5 separate regions of the Sus scrofa genome follow, and all the other regions are linked to region 1. The links are chromatin contacts, called in public Hi-C, HiChIP or PLAC-seq and promoter capture Hi-C maps. All regions are on one chromosome and are shown on one strand. Each heading gives the region's core, a stretch centred on a gene start, on an enhancer-like site or on the middle of the called end of the contact. The rest is flanking DNA. Distances are from core to core; before and after follow the strand shown. Region 1 holds the start of C14H5orf52. Region 2 holds the start of RNF185 (E3 ubiquitin-protein ligase RNF185). Region 3 holds the start of SELENOM (selenoprotein M). Region 4 holds the start of SMTN (smoothelin). Region 5 holds the start of MORC2 (MORC family CW-type zinc finger protein 2).

Region 1 (2,840 bases), core at 108-2,607:
TTTGGAGGGGGGGGTCTTTTTAGGACTGCACCTATGACATACAGAAGTTCTCAGGCTGGGGGTCAAATTGGAGCCATAGCTGCCAGCCTACGCCACAGCCACAGACAAGATCAGAGTCCATCTGTAACCTATGTCACAGCTTTTGGTAACTTGGGATCCTTAACCCACTGAGTGAAGCCAGGGATCAATCCCGAATCCTCATGGATACTAGTCGGTTCTTAACCCACTGGCCACAACAGAAACTACCTTCTTAATTCATTTTCAGCCAGTTTGGAACCGTGGCTTTATGAATGTTTTTACATTTACAAACTGGAACAACCACCCCTCATCTCCCATTTACATTTTCTTCTGATAGCAAGGACAGAGATGTAGTCTGCTGACAGCAAAGACAGACAAAGGTGATGGAAAAGTTTAGAGATAAAGATGCTCACATACAAAAGTCCCCCAAATTGTTAGAAAAAAAAAAGACCTAAAATACTTAAAGATACACAAAACACTTCAACCACATAGTGGTGCACCGAATTTACCGAATTGTTTTCCAAAGTAAGGCCTCTGAGAGCCTGGAGGATGCTATAAGGAGGCTGTGAAGTGGAAGGGGGAGGGGAAATTGGGGTCTGTGGGGATTGGGGCTGAGAGAATGGGGCCTTCCCAGGGCCTCTGGGGAAAGTAGGGGCTGAGGAGGGAATTTTCAGGTCTGAGGGGACCTGGGCTTTGCCGGGCTCTAAGGAAGGTCAAACTTGGACAGAGAGGGCTAAGGACCCTCAGGTTACACGTCAAGCCTGGAAGACAAAAGTGCCGGCCCGGGGCGATTCGCAGTTCTCTGGGTTGGAGGTGGGAATTCCACCCTCTCCTGGGCTGAGGGTGTTCGGGCTCCCAGGCGGGCGAAGACCTCGGCTGGGAAATTCAGCCTCTCCTGGGGTCTAAGAAAGGGCTGAGCTCTGAAGAACTCTCTGAGGCTCTAGAGAACCGGCGCTAAGGTCCCAGCGGCAGGCTGAGGGAGCGGGGGCCCCGGGCTCTGACGAATGCTCTGGGCACCCGAGCCGCACCTGAAGAGCACAGGCGGCCGCGCAGTCCGCGGCCGCAGGAAGCAGATCTTTGGCTGGGACCCCAGGTGAATCTCCGGGTGGCTGCCCAGCCTACTGCGCCAGAAGAAGGCCGAGGCCGGGCTGGTGCCAGAACTGGTGGTCACCTGGGCAGCGGCCGTATAGGCACTGGGAGAGCCTAGGTTCCATGTGACCGAGGGCCTGGGCTGCTGACTAACTGCTAGATTCTCGTCTTCCACCTTATAGGGCGAGCCGGGAAGAGCAGGCCGGTCAGAATCCATGCTGTGTGAGCAAGCGCAGACGCGGAGTGAACTCCCGCGCAGACGCAGTGCGCTGAGCAAAGCATGTTGCTCGGGAGACGGGCGGGACCGAGGGGAGGGCAATGGGTGGGCTATGCGCGCGGAACTCGGAAGACTGCGGACGCTGCACGATTGTCCCTCGGCGGCTGCCGTGATGCGGCCCGGCGCGTTGCCTTGGAGACGGGCTGGGAGCGCTAGAGTAGGCTACAGCGAGCTGAGCAGACCCTAGTTCTCGGCTGGGACTGCTATGGTCGTCGCGTGATCGCTGGGTGGGTAACCGCGTGAGTGCGGGAGGGGAGACGAGGCCGGGATTTTTCCGAAGACCCAGTACGGCCCATTCCTCCCCTTGACAAGGATCGTTGCTATGGAAACCGGGGCGCAGCCGGGCGGGAATTGTGGCTCCTGATTCGTGATCAGTCTTCTCTCACCCAGAGGCTCTCGCCCAAGGTTGCTTTCTGAAGGGACCTGACCTCCGCTCGCGAGAGAGAGGTAATACATCGATATCTTGACACCGAGCGGGCGAAGAAGCTCATTCCAAAGCCAACTCCCCAGGAAACCTACCTGACTCACCCCTGGAAGTGGCGCCTTTCTCCCTTCAACCGGTGGACTTTGTTCCACGGTTTTAAACCCAATGCGTAAAATGGAGATATTAACTCCAGGCACCGGTCCATTGTTTTTTTGCTTGTTTGTCCGTTTGTTTGTTTGTTTGGAGATGGACCCAAAGGCTTCGTAGGCTGTAAAACGATGGAACAGCTGCTGCTAGGTCGCGGTTTCTCCCCTCTCCCCGCCCCTCCCCCCTCACGCTAAAGGTTCTTCGGATCTTTATGTTGTTTTCTTCAGGCGATCTTTGTGACTCTGTAGCCCCAGCCTGAAATAATCCCTTTACTCTTCCTTCCCAGAATGCCCTGCATTTTAACTTCCCTAACAGCGGCAACAATAGTTATTTATGGAGTGCTCACTGTGTTCCACGCCCTGTGTTAAAACACTTTATCTCGGTTACCTCACTTAAGCCTCAGAAGGTCTTTATAAGGTAGGCACTGTTATCTGTTTTCTAACTCTGTTGTGCCTGTCCTTGCCTTTTTAATGTCTATCTCTCCCAGTAGTTTTGTTTGTTTGTTGTTGTTGTTTTGCCACACCCACGGCATGTAGAAGTCTTCAGGTCAGGGATTGAATAGAGCTGCAGCAGTGCTGGATCCTTAACCCACTGCACCTGGGCAGGGGATTGAACCGCTACCGCAGAAACAAGCCAGATCTTTAACCCACTGCAATAAAGCCAGAACTCCCATCTCCCACTAGTCTTTGATCTGTGTGAGAGAGGGGGCCCTGGCTGCCTTGTACATATCAGTATCCCCAACATCTGTTATGTGCCTGGTAAATATTTCTTGACTAGCATGAAGATGACTTTGCTCCCATCACTACCCTCACCTTCCAGAGCAGTGTCTCCTCTGCACACTTTTTGTCCCTGAGAGATGAACAGCAGTCTCCCCTACTCCTGTTG
Region 2 (2,840 bases), core at 207-2,706, 400 kb before region 1:
CATCTAATACTTAATAGCTCCTTCTATGGGGAGTTCACTACCTTTAGAGGCAATCCATTCTTACACTGTTCACCTCTGACAAGCATGTAGTTATTTCATTAAATCATTTTCCTGTAGGATCCACCTATTTGTCCTCGTTTCTGCCTCTTTTAACATCAAAGATGAGGTAGAAGCTCTCTTCACCATTATAATGTCTGGTCCATTCCACTGCTGTCTTTTCTGGTCTGTTTCCCTCCTCCTTCCCCCCCCCCCCAAGATCCTGAACAAGTTCCAGCTGCCTCAGAGCAAAGACTAGATATCTAGTACTCACAGAAGGAAAGCACTTAAGATCAGTGGGCTTCACAAAGATTTTGAAACCAAATTTATGTTAACAAAGGGGAAACATGGGGAGAGGAGGGATGAATTAGGGGGCTGGGATTGATACATACACACTCCTATATATAAAATAGATGGGTAACACGACCTACTGCACAGCACAGGAAAATTTACTCAATATTGTGTAATGACCTATATGGGAAAAGAATCTGAAAAGGAATGGGTATATGTATAACGATTTACTGTGCTGTATGCCTGAAATTAGCACAACTGTGTAAGTCAACTATATCCTAGTTAAAAAAGAAAAAAAAATCAGTGGGCTTCAAACATCAGTATGCACAGGTCCCCCAAAGCAAACATTCAAACTATAGTTTCCCCAGTTCGGACCCAAATTCTAAATAAGAGGTCTCAAGAGTCCTGCATTGTAGAGTATGCACTCCAGAGGCTGTGGGAACCATATTTAGAGAAACAGGGCCCTGTTTTAGAAAAGAAACTGAGACCTGGCACAGGTAAAGACCCAGTCACACAAATGTATGTCAGTGGTGAAGCCTCAAACCTGGGTCTCTTTCTCCCAAGCCCAACTCTATTCATCCCGCTTACCGGCCTCGGCCTCTCCACTGGGGACAAACTCATTAAAAGCACCTTTACAAGAAAGAGGCGGCCTCGAATGGGAGTCAGAGAGTTAGAGAGAGTCCCTGAGTTCTCGAAGTTAGGAGAGCTTCTGGCAGCCTTTCCTCTTCTTGGAGCCTTAGATTCCCCAAATTGTAATCACTGGACGAAAGACCACAACACAAGCCTGACCTTCCCCTGGGGCGGAGGGCCCGGAACAGAGCCAGCTTGTTGCCTCTGCGTTCCTGGGCTCAGGTGTTGCCGCCCATGGGCCTGGTGAAGGCGGAACCCGGTCCCTCGCCCGCGTCCCTCAACCTGGACGGCCCCTAGCTGCCAACCCAGCCTCTCAAGTACCTGCCTCTGCTCAGCTAACACCGCCGAGGCCACTCCAGTTTGTCCTTCCGTCGGCCGCCCAGCCAGTCTCTCCGCTGGGATAGTCCGTCCCGCCGGACCTCGGGTCCCTCCTACGCGGACTCTGGTCAGCTGACGCAGAGCCGCAGCTTTCCAAGGGACTTCCGTCCACAACCGGAAAAGGTTGGTCCGCTGCGCTGTTCTCCCGCCCAGATCCTGGACTCTAAGGTTCCGCCTGCCGGCAGGAAGCAGAAAAGCGTAGGGGTCACTTGCCAGCTTTTCAGAAAGCCTAGGTCTGTGTAGGGAAAGTACAGACAAGTTTCAAACAGTTTTGTTGCACCAGAATGTAAGGATGATGAGAATACGTCAGAGGATACAGGAGCTAACTTGAAAGAGATCCCATGGCCAAATCGTCGCAATTTGAGAATCAAAATACTTGATAGTAACAGATTTAACTAATTGAATAAAATGGTAACCCATGAGTCTTTACTGGTATAAAAGTGATTGAATAAATGGGGGAGAAGGGGAAATTATGCCTTTTAGTAGAAGCAAAATAACAAATATGATGGAGTTAGAAAATCAATAATGGATGGTAAAACTAGAGGAAGAGAATATTTACACAGCAAAATGTCTCCTATAAATTCCTTTTTGATTACAAAGGGAAAATAGTAGTTTTACATATAATCTCACAGAACAGTAAGTTAATATCACCAGTTGTAGATCAAGTAAAGAGCATGTGCCTCTTAGTAAGATGCACTGAGAAAGAGACAGCATCTCTCCTGTGGTATTTTAGACAAAAATGCATAACTCAGAATTCCCTTGTGGTACAGCAGGTTAAGGATCCAGTATTGTCACTGCAGCAGCTTGGGTCGATTCTCTGACTCAGGTTCCATCTTGGTCCAGGAACTTCCACAAGTTGTAGGGTGCAGCCAAAAAAAATGAGTAACCCATGTTTTGTTTCATGAGGAAGCATGACATAGTCCAGATGGAGAACAGTATACAAAATAATTGTCAGCATCATGAAAAAAACAGAGAAAGACTGAGGAACTGTTCTGGTTTAAAGGAGATTAAAGAGGCATGACAACAAAATGAGATATATGATTGTAAATTGGATCCTGGACTAGCATAAGGAGAGGCAGAATAGGTTTAATGGACAATATTGGGACAAAAGACAAAATTGGAATTTGGATCATGGTTTAGCTGTGACTACATATTGTATCAATGTTAAAATTTCTACATTTGATCATTGTATTGTGGTTATGGTAAGAGTACTTCCTTGTTCTTAGGAAATATTCACTGAAGTATTTAGGGGTAACACAATGTCTCTAGGGAGTTCCTGCTGTGGCACAATGGGATCGGCAGCATCTTGGGAGCCCTGAGACGCAGGTTCAATTCCCGGCCCAGTACAGTGGGTTAAGGATCTGGTGTTGCTACGGCTGCAGCGTAAGTCACAGCTGTGGCTCAGGTTCAATCCCTGGCCATAAACTTTTTAAATAAAAATTACCAAAAAAACAGACACAATATCTCTAACTTAATTTCTTTTTTAATTTCAAATGAGTCAGAAA
Region 3 (2,840 bases), core at 229-2,728, 360 kb before region 1:
AAAAAAATGAATAAATAATAATGAATCCAGCCTGGATTTGATTCTTTGGGGGGGGGGCTTGCCCATGCCATGCAAAAAGTTTCTGGGCCAGGGATAGAAACTGCACCATGGCAGTGACCTGAACCATAGTCAATGCCGGATCCTTAACCCCCTGAGCCACCAGGGAACTCCTGATTCATCTTTTTATTAAAGAGGCTATAAACTGCAGATTTTTAATATGTGGTCTTTTGTTGGTTGTAGTAGTTTTGTGTGCATGTGTTGTTTTTAAGTAGAGGACGGGGCTCAGGAAGGTAAAACTGCCTAGGGTCCATGAACGTCATGATGCAGCCTTGGTCTGATCTTAAGAAGGATTATGAGTGCTAGTTTCAGTGGGAAAGAGCATTGCAATTGTGATGATCATTGTACAACTACAGGTGTGATAGGAGTTCCCATTGTTGCTCAGTGGTTAACGAATCCGACTAGGAACCATGGGGTTGCGGATTTGATCCCTGGCCTTGCTCAGTGGGTTAAGGATCTGGCGTTGCTGTGAGCTGTGGTGTAGGTTGCAGACGTGGCTCGGATCCCGAGTTGCTGTGGCTCTGGCGTAGGCTGGTGGCTACAGCTCCGATTGGACCCCTAGCCTGGGAACCTCCATATACTGTGGGAGAGGCCCCAAAAATGGCAAACAAACAAACAAACAAACAAACAAAAAAAAAACTGCAGGTGTGATAAATTCATTGAGAAAGAAAGAAAGAAAGAAAGAGCATTGCAATCAGTGTTCTGTGTCTGTCTTAGGCTTGAAGAGGGAAGCAGCACCCTGACCTAGTCATCTTGGGCTTGGTGAACACAGGAATGTTTGAGGTTCAAATCCTAGAACCACTACTTAGTCGTTTTACCTTTCTAAGTTTGTTTCCTCACTTGTAAAACAGAGTTCCTAGGGCCTCTTTGAGGCACTGTGACAGGCATTATTCTAAAGAGTTTTCTAATGTGTATTAACCCTTTTATTCTCCCAGTCCCTAGTGTACGGCGTAATATTCCATTGCCGCAACGTGTGCTCCAGGGAATGGAAACGTAGATCGGAATTTCATCCAGAGAAATAAAAGACAAAGATGAGGATTCCCCAGGCCTCAGTTTCCCCATCTTCAAGTCGAGTGTCTGGCCCAGAAACTCGGTCTCTATCCGCATCTCGCCCGCGCCCCCTGCCGGCGTGAGGGGGCATTGCCTGGCCCCATCCTGTTGGAGAGTCCACGCTCTCGGTCAGCAGAGGGAGGGTGGACACTCTTGGGACTGGGAAAGCAAAGGGCCGAGGAGCTCAAACCCTGCCGGCAGCGCCCAGGCGGCCGCTGTGCAGGCCCTGGGGCGGAGACCGAGAGCTGGGGGCGTGGTCCCTAGCGGGGCGGGACCTCCAGCGGGGACCCGGCCAGCCCGAGGGCCCAGACGTGGCGCTGTGGCCGGGCGGTTCACCTCTAGTTTTCGGATCACCTCCGGCCGGCTTTCAATGCACCTCCCGCCGCTTTCGCTGCCCCTGCTGCTGCTCCTCGCGGCACTCGCGGCAGCCACCACCACCTTCCGGCCCGACTGGAACCGTCTACAAGGCCTGGCCCGAGCCCGGGTAGAGGTGAGTGCTCCGGCCCCCAGCCCAGAAATCACCGCCCCCAACCTTGCGGGTCCTCAGCGTTGGAATCGCTAACTCTTCTGGCCCCAGGACCCTCCCGACTCCCACGTCTTCCTCGGCGCCCGGGACTGTCGCTCCCGCTTCCCAGCCTTAGAACCCCCCAGCACCATTCATGGAAGCCTGGAACACCCCTGATCTTGTGGCCTGGAAATCTGAACCCCTCCTTAGTTCCCCATCAGGCCTGACATGGGCCCCAGACACATTGGACCTGTCCCCTAACTTCTCTGGCCCTATGACTCCCAGACGAGTCCAATTTCCCATCCCCCATCACTCCTCTTTTTCCTGGAATTCATCCCCACTCCAGTTCCGGTTGGTCTCTCTCCCTTTGCCTGGGGGAGGGAAGACCTTATGGGAGCCTAAGCCCCCATTCCCACTCCGCCCCCCATGCAAAACCCAGGAAAGGAGGCTGGGAATTTCCTTTAAACACTTACTGTGAAGTGTTCCCCCACCCTCTCCTGCCAAAGTCCCTGTTGGGTTGTGTGACGTGGATCATCACAGACCCTCTCTAGGCCTTAGTTTTCTCTCTGAAAAAAGATGGGGAGGAGGAGGGAGGACTAGAATAGGTAGCCCTGCGGTATGGACTCCTGCTAGAAGGAAGCTCCACATCAGGGAGTACAGGGAGGGGTCCACCCCTCCCCCCTTATTGGGGAAGAGACCAGATGGTCTGTAGGGCTGGGCCGCAGGCGACGGAGGGCCAGCTCCTCATGGGGTGAGGTAAGGAGCAGATGGCAGGTGTCTCTAATGAGGCCCCCAGGACAGAGCTGTTTCCTTCTGGTCTGCCTCCACCCAGAGGTTCTAGGGGCTAAAGACCCAGTTCTCTACTGCCTGAGGGGAAAAGGGTGCTCATTTCTCTTGGGCATCAGGAGTGGGTCAGCAGTCAGTAAGATGTACAGGCAAGAGCCCTAAGTCTGCTGCTAAGTGCTCTTCGGGTCTCTGGCCTTACTCCTTTTTCCTCTGGTGTCATTACGTCTCAGCTTCCCCATCTGTACGGAGTTCTCCCTTCTGCCCACAAGAGGCCTCATCTCCACACCTTGGAACTGCTATTCAGGGAGTAATCCATAGCCCAACCCAAAGCTGAGCTGGGGGATGAGGGTAAAATTAGGGTTGCGTGTAGATGTGAGGGCTCCTGATCTATCCCATTTTGTTCCCCCTGCAGACCTGTGGGGGATGACAGCTGAATCGCCTC
Region 4 (2,840 bases), core at 135-2,634, 330 kb before region 1:
ACTTAAGCCATTGGTGGTAACACTCAGTCTTCCAATTCTTGAGGACGGCCCTCTGTGCACATCCCCTTCCACTCCTCCCCTTCCTGCCCTCCTCCTGATGCCAACTGCCCTGACCTCATGAAGCCAGGTGTCCAGGAACCTAGCTCCTGCCAGTTCACACACTTAGGATTCAGTTCCCCGGCTGGAAGAGCCTTCAGAAACTGATCCGTCCAGCTCCTGGATGAGGCAAACAGGACTGGAGAGGGCCAGAGAATTGTCATGGGGGAAGGAGGATCCCAAAAACCCAGAGGAGAGGGAATGGATTTAATCTTGGTCACCTCTAGCTTCTGAAGTCCTCTTCCAAAGTACCTTCAGGGGCTCCGGACACTCCCTTTTGCCCTACCACTGCCTATCAAAACGGCCCCCTAAATCCTGGCCCACCCTCCCACTGCAGCACTTTCCTTCCTCCCGCAGCGCTAATGTCTTTCTGGAATTTGAGAGCTCATAGCCTGACACACATGGTAGGTGCTCAGTTAATGTATGGTGACTGAAATGGCCCCAGGATTGCCCCTGTTCCTGTTGATTCATCCCTCAGTCATCTCTTCCCCCTCCCCAGAACAGTCACAGTCACTGGTCGAGTCACTTCATCCGGTGAACGGGTTTGGGGGGTCCTGGTACACACAGTTGGGGTTCATCAGACCCTACCTGTTCAAGTCACTGCTTGCTTTTCCCATCCCTGTGGGCTAGGACAGGTGGCAGCCTCCCTCTGCTGGGGTCCTTAACTCTTCTCTACCTACTCTGGTGTAAACTCCCAAGAGCGTCACTCTGCAATCACCTGGCTTAGGTTCTGTGGACACTTTGAGTTCCCTTAAGTCTTCTGAGGGGCAGGGGTCCCTAATGCATAATCTAGGACTCCCAAGGAAGTCCCTTCCTCGCCAGGGATTCCTGTCGCTGTTCCTTTCCAGTTCCAGGGCTCCCTGTCCCAGTATGGGGTTCCCGAAGATTGTGAGGAGACTTGGGGGAATGTGGGCGCTTCCCCAGGGTTTCTGGCCCCAAGACTTGCACCCCTCGGGGTCGTGGAGCCTTCTGGTGGCCCATGGACGTCCTTCCCCGCGGTCTCAGAACCTTATTCCATGGCTTAGAGACCCCGTGTGTAAGCGGGGTCTCCCAGGTCTGGGAGTCCCAGAACCCCGGGAATCCACATATCCAGGTTCCACCCCCGGACCTGGCGGGGGTCTTGGTCCTGCCCGAAGGTCCGTACACTCACCTCTCAGCCCGGCCCGCCCGTCCGGCGCGGGCTCAGGTTAGGTCTTTTGGTATCCAACAGATGGACTAGGAGCGGTCAGGCGGAAGGCGCCGCGACCGGGATCCCAGACCCGCTCAGCAACCGTCCCTGGGATTCTGCAAGCGCCGCCCGTCCAGCCGCGCCAGCAGCCCTGCCGGCCCCGCCCCGCGCCGCAGCGCTAGCCAATCATCGGGAGGGTCCCGCCCACCCTCTTGCCCCATTGGAAAGATTCAATTTTGACGGTCACGCCCCTAGTGAGGGCCCGCCCCTCGAGGGCCTGAGTTATAGAGGATTGCTGTCTTGGGGACACTGCTAGCGCGGTTTTGGCGGGTCCGGTGGGCGTCGGCAGGAGGACGCAGCTTTGAACCAAAGTCGGGGAGGGCACCCAAAGCCGGGTTAAGTGGTCTGGGATCGTACTATTTGCGGAGCCTTCAGGACAGCCTCTCTCCGCCCTCCTCTTTGTTCGTGAGACCCCGTCCACTCCCTTGACTCCGCCTCCTCCTCGCGTCAGTGCAGGGCTTGGCCGCAGTCCCTAGACTGTTTTCTTTTGGAACACCTGGTCGGGACCCTCTCAGATCAGGGACTTGACCCTTCTTTGGAGCACCTCAGGGACCACCTCAAGTGGAGCAGGATCAACCACACAACACCCCTTCCCCAGACCATACAATATGAGCAGACATTGACCTCAACTACATTGCTGCTTCTCCCCTCCAAGACCCTTGGGGTTGGCCCCTTGCCTCGCTGGAGTTTTACATAGGTAATATTGAGTCCAGAATCTCATTCAACAAATGGAGGAAATTGAGGCCGAGAGAGCAGCATGCCAAAGACAGCACAAGCAGTCAGCCAGGGGACCCAAGAGCTCAGATCCACTGGGGAAACCACTTCATTCTCCGTGCTAGAGGTCAGGGCACGTCCCACAGGTGTCCATGGAAACCAAAGGGAGTTGGAACCTGGGAGTCCTGTCTATCAAATAATAACAGTAATAGTATCAACTAATTTATTTCATACTTGCCATGTTCCAGGTGTGTACACACACATATATGGATTATCAACTGTCCCGTTTAACAGTTAAGGACAACAACTAATAGGTTGTGGAACTGTGACTTATACCAGCACCTTTCATTTTAGAATCTGTGCTTTTAACCTTTATGATGTGGGATTGTGGAGGAAGTCGTTTCAGGATGTTGCCCCAGCAGAGCCCCTCAACCCTGTGTCCAGATTCTCTGTGATCACTCACCACCTCACCTCACCACCATCCAGGGGGAGGGCCAGTATCCACCCTGAGACTCTTTTAAGGGTGATATCTTATTTCATCCCTGCGTCCTGGAGGTAGTCCTGTTTTACACATGAGAAAACCATGGTGAAGCAAGGGAAGAGACTTCTTAAGGTCACACAGGAGGAAGAGCAAACAGAGCCCAATTTAGGAGCTGTAGTTCAAGGTCCCCTTCCTCTGGGCAGACCCCATCTGGGCCCTCTCTACTTGACCTAGATACCATCCTATTCTCCAGAAGGAGAGTCAGTGCCTTCCAAAGCCAGCTTGGTCCTGTTCAAACCTAGCGGGCCATCTGAATGGCCC
Region 5 (2,840 bases), core at 226-2,725, 260 kb before region 1:
CTTTTGAGGTACATCCAGATTTAATTACAAAAGAGCTAAAAGACCAACACAGTTTTCTCCAAAACAGTCATTTCTCTGGAATTGAGATCATTTGTCTCTGCCCTCTAGGTAAAGGGAATAGTCAATTGATTTCCAGACATTTGTATGAAATAGCAGAACCGGCTAACACCTAACAGACAAAATACACTTAAAAGTGTTTGCGTTTGCTTGCTTAGAGCTGTACCAATGGTAAGCACCACTCCACAAAATGAAAATGTTTGAAAGCCAACTGTTCAAACATTTCTATAGTGTTTGCTGGATAACTGCCTGATATTTGATAAAAGCAGCTGACAATTAACAAAGAAGCAAAAACTGGCATTTTGGCCATCTTAGTAACACACTTGCAAGCAAATAGAATACAAAGCAGACCAGAAAAAATTTAAGGTTGAAACACTTTCAATCTGATTTTGAGGTTCAGCAGAAAATTCTAACAAAACTTCTCAGAAAACGTTAACCTTCAATTAATAAAGACTCAACCCCCCAAACATTTTCAAGAATTCCATGCCTGGTTCAGTCTGTTCTAGTGAGCCAGCTTGCTAAAAATCCACCTGCACCATTAATTAGTTGGACTTGGCAGCACCATTTAAAAATAAGCCTGCTCACTACCAACCACACAGACTAGGAATATAAAATAGGGGAAAGTAACGGATGGCAACCATGGTCATAGAAAATGGTCAATGAAGAGTCAGAAAGGTAGTCAGGCACCAGAAAAAAAAAAGTTGTTGGGCCAAAGATTAAATAAGCTTCTTGATACTAGAGAACATATCCATGCCCAGTTTTAGCTGCTTTATGCTGGGTGCCACTGTACCTTTAAGCATCAGTCACCCTTTAGGCAACCCATGGTGAAAGAACTCAAAATAGAAGCCAAGAAGTGGAGTGTTGTTACCACGAATATCCACTATGCACAGAACAGCTCACATATCTCAGGGATTCAAACAGGGGCTTCGAATTGGTTGTGAAGGGTCCCAAATGACATCTGGCCTCAGTTTCCTCCTTGTGACAAAGGAAATGTGGTTCTTAATTCTTCTGGGTCACAGCCCCCAATGAAAACTTGCTGGCGATGGCTTCTCATTCTCTAAAATGCACATTCCCCCTAATTTCTGCATACAATTTCAAGGAGTTTGGGGATCTCCACCTCCAATCCAAGGTTTCCAGGTTCAAAATCCAAGGATTGGGCAATTTCTAAGTTTTCTTACAACTCCAAAAAAAAAAAACCAAAAAACAAAAAACCAAGCCATTACGAACAATAATCATCCCTTACATACAGCGACGCTTTACAGTTTACAAAGCGCTTTCAATCCCACAAACATTGATGGAGAAGGAGGAAACTGAGGCGCAGATAAATTACAGAGTGACTTGCCTAAGGTCACTCGGCCAGCTGGTGGTTAGGCCCGGAAGCAAACCCAGCTCTTCCGACTCCGGAGCTTGTCTCTCCACCCCGGAGCGGCCTCCAGCGCTCCCGCCCCTCACTAAGGCGGCATAAGGAGGAAAAGACAAAGTAGAAAGCCCACCACCAACCATCCCCCGGCTCCCTCCTGTCCCCCCAATTGGGTCCTTGCAGGCCCCGAAGGGTGGTGCCAGGCCTCCAGGCCGGCCCCGGCCACCCCAGCTTCCCCGGCCGTGCCAAATCCCGCCGCCGCCGCCGCCGCCGCCGCCGCCTCCCCAGGAGCGGGGCGGAGCAACTGCCCGCCGCCGCCGACCACCCGGACGACTCCTCGTCGGATAGCAAACGCATAGGCCGCCGCCCGAGTTCTGCGTACGAGAAGAAAGACGCGGCGCGAACGCCAACGGCCACCGGGCGCGCGCCGTGGCGGCCGGGCCTGCGCCCCAAGAGCTGGATGCCAGAGCAGGAGAAAGAGCCGCCAACCGATCGCTCGATCGACCGCGCGCCCGCTCCTTCGCCCTACCAGACCGGGGAGGGGGGGAGGGCGCGCCAGGGCTTCTTCGAGTTAGGGGCCTGACTCCCCGGCGACGAGACAAGATGGCTCCTCCGGTCCGCGCCGCAGCTGCCGTCCCGGCTGCGTCGCTCGGCCCGCCCCCGGTACTGTTTCTTTAAATGGCGGAGAGGGTCAAGAAAGCAGGAAGAGAGGCGCGCTCACTCACGTGACAGGGGAGGGCCCAGCTAACAAGATCCGGTCACGTGGAGACACGCTACCTACCAATCAGAAGGCGTCGCATCAGAGCGGGGGCGGGAGGATCTGCGGCTCTGTGATTGGCCGAATACGCCGCGGAGGCCTCGGGGGCTTGGGGCGTCGGGGAGTGCGCGAGGCGGCCCGGGCTGTGTGCACTAGCGGAGACAAAGCGCTGGCTGAGGTGGCAGAGACGCCAGCGATAGCAGCGGCGGAGGAGACCTAGACGCCGAATTTTGTGGTGTTGAGTCCGGTCACCATATCATCCAGCGCAGTGCGGGCTGTGGTCTCGCGGCGGCGGTGGCGGCAGCGGCGGAGGCGGAGGCAGCACATGGTTCCAAGAGCGCGCTGCGGTTGTTGGGTTCCAATTCCGTGGGGAGGGACAAAGGCAGCTGCAGCTGTGAGCGCAGGGCAACGCCCGCTCGGGTAGTGTACTCGTCACTGCCCTCAATCCGGGCCTTGAAAGCTGGGACTATCTTCTCTATGTGAGGAGGAGAACACGGGACCGAGCGCCTGAGAGGCTGAGGCCGCTGTCTGAGGGAAGTGGGGGAGGGGCGCAACTCGCCTGAGTTGATTTGGGCGGGTCAGGTCTGAGGCGACTTAATGGGTCTGTGTGAGGTAATTTGACCCACTACCCTGAGGAAAGTGGGACGGACCTCAGGCTAGGTTTGG

Evidence for each region. Promoter capture Hi-C pulls out the DNA fragments that hold promoters and counts their contacts. Hi-C and Micro-C count contacts between places; a contact is called where the count stands out from the background. HiChIP or PLAC-seq counts read pairs in DNA pulled down with a chosen protein or histone mark.
Region 2: a Hi-C map of liver shows a contact between it and region 1, with 4 times the contacts expected there. The contact joins the promoter of RNF185 here to the promoter of C14H5orf52 in region 1. A contact is called at or near these places in 1 of 5 promoter capture datasets (fetal skeletal muscle), 5 of 47 Hi-C or Micro-C datasets (embryonic fibroblasts, epiblast stem cells, heart right ventricle and 2 more) and 1 of 2 datasets of contacts at active chromatin or transcription factors (alveolar macrophages).
Region 3: a promoter capture Hi-C map of fetal skeletal muscle shows a contact between it and region 1, with 5 times the contacts expected there. The contact joins the promoter of SELENOM here to the promoter of C14H5orf52 in region 1. A contact is called at or near these places in 2 of 5 promoter capture datasets (fetal skeletal muscle and liver) and 1 of 2 datasets of contacts at active chromatin or transcription factors (skeletal muscle).
Region 4: a contact with region 1 is called in an H3K27ac HiChIP or PLAC-seq map of alveolar macrophages. The contact joins the promoter of SMTN here to the promoter of C14H5orf52 in region 1. A contact is called at or near these places in 5 of 47 Hi-C or Micro-C datasets (embryonic fibroblasts, epiblast stem cells, fetal skeletal muscle and 2 more) and 2 of 2 datasets of contacts at active chromatin or transcription factors (alveolar macrophages and skeletal muscle).
Region 5: a contact with region 1 is called in a Hi-C map of skeletal muscle, with 5 times the contacts expected there. The contact joins the promoter of MORC2 here to the promoter of C14H5orf52 in region 1. A contact is called at or near these places in 1 of 5 promoter capture datasets (liver), 3 of 47 Hi-C or Micro-C datasets (embryonic fibroblasts, heart right ventricle and skeletal muscle) and 1 of 2 datasets of contacts at active chromatin or transcription factors (alveolar macrophages).

What each region holds. Positions count from the first base shown.
Region 1 is chr14:47,542,901-47,545,740 of Sscrofa11.1, reverse strand. It overlaps C14H5orf52, which reads right to left and starts at 1,357. Exons shown (of 3, transcript XM_021073685.1): 1 at 1,047-1,357. The coding sequence starts at 1,324. All of the region lies in intron 3 of SLC35E4 (solute carrier family 35 member E4), which reads right to left. The region is part of intron 1 of DUSP18 (dual specificity protein phosphatase 18); the gene reads left to right.
Region 2 is chr14:47,944,986-47,947,825 of Sscrofa11.1, reverse strand. RNF185 (E3 ubiquitin-protein ligase RNF185) reads right to left here and starts at 1,456. Exons shown (of 7, transcript XM_005670859.3): 1 at 1,283-1,456.
Region 3 is chr14:47,903,988-47,906,827 of Sscrofa11.1, reverse strand. It overlaps SELENOM (selenoprotein M), which reads left to right and starts at 1,478. Exons shown (of 5, transcript NM_001161648.1): 1 at 1,478-1,597; 2 at 2,811-2,840. The coding sequence starts at 1,478.
Region 4 is chr14:47,877,861-47,880,700 of Sscrofa11.1, reverse strand. SMTN (smoothelin) reads right to left here and starts at 1,384. Exons shown (of 23, transcript NM_001244360.1): 1 at 1,247-1,384.
Region 5 is chr14:47,799,067-47,801,906 of Sscrofa11.1, reverse strand. It overlaps MORC2 (MORC family CW-type zinc finger protein 2), which reads left to right and starts at 1,475. Exons shown (of 26, transcript XM_005670853.3): 1 at 1,475-2,840. It also overlaps LOC100525309.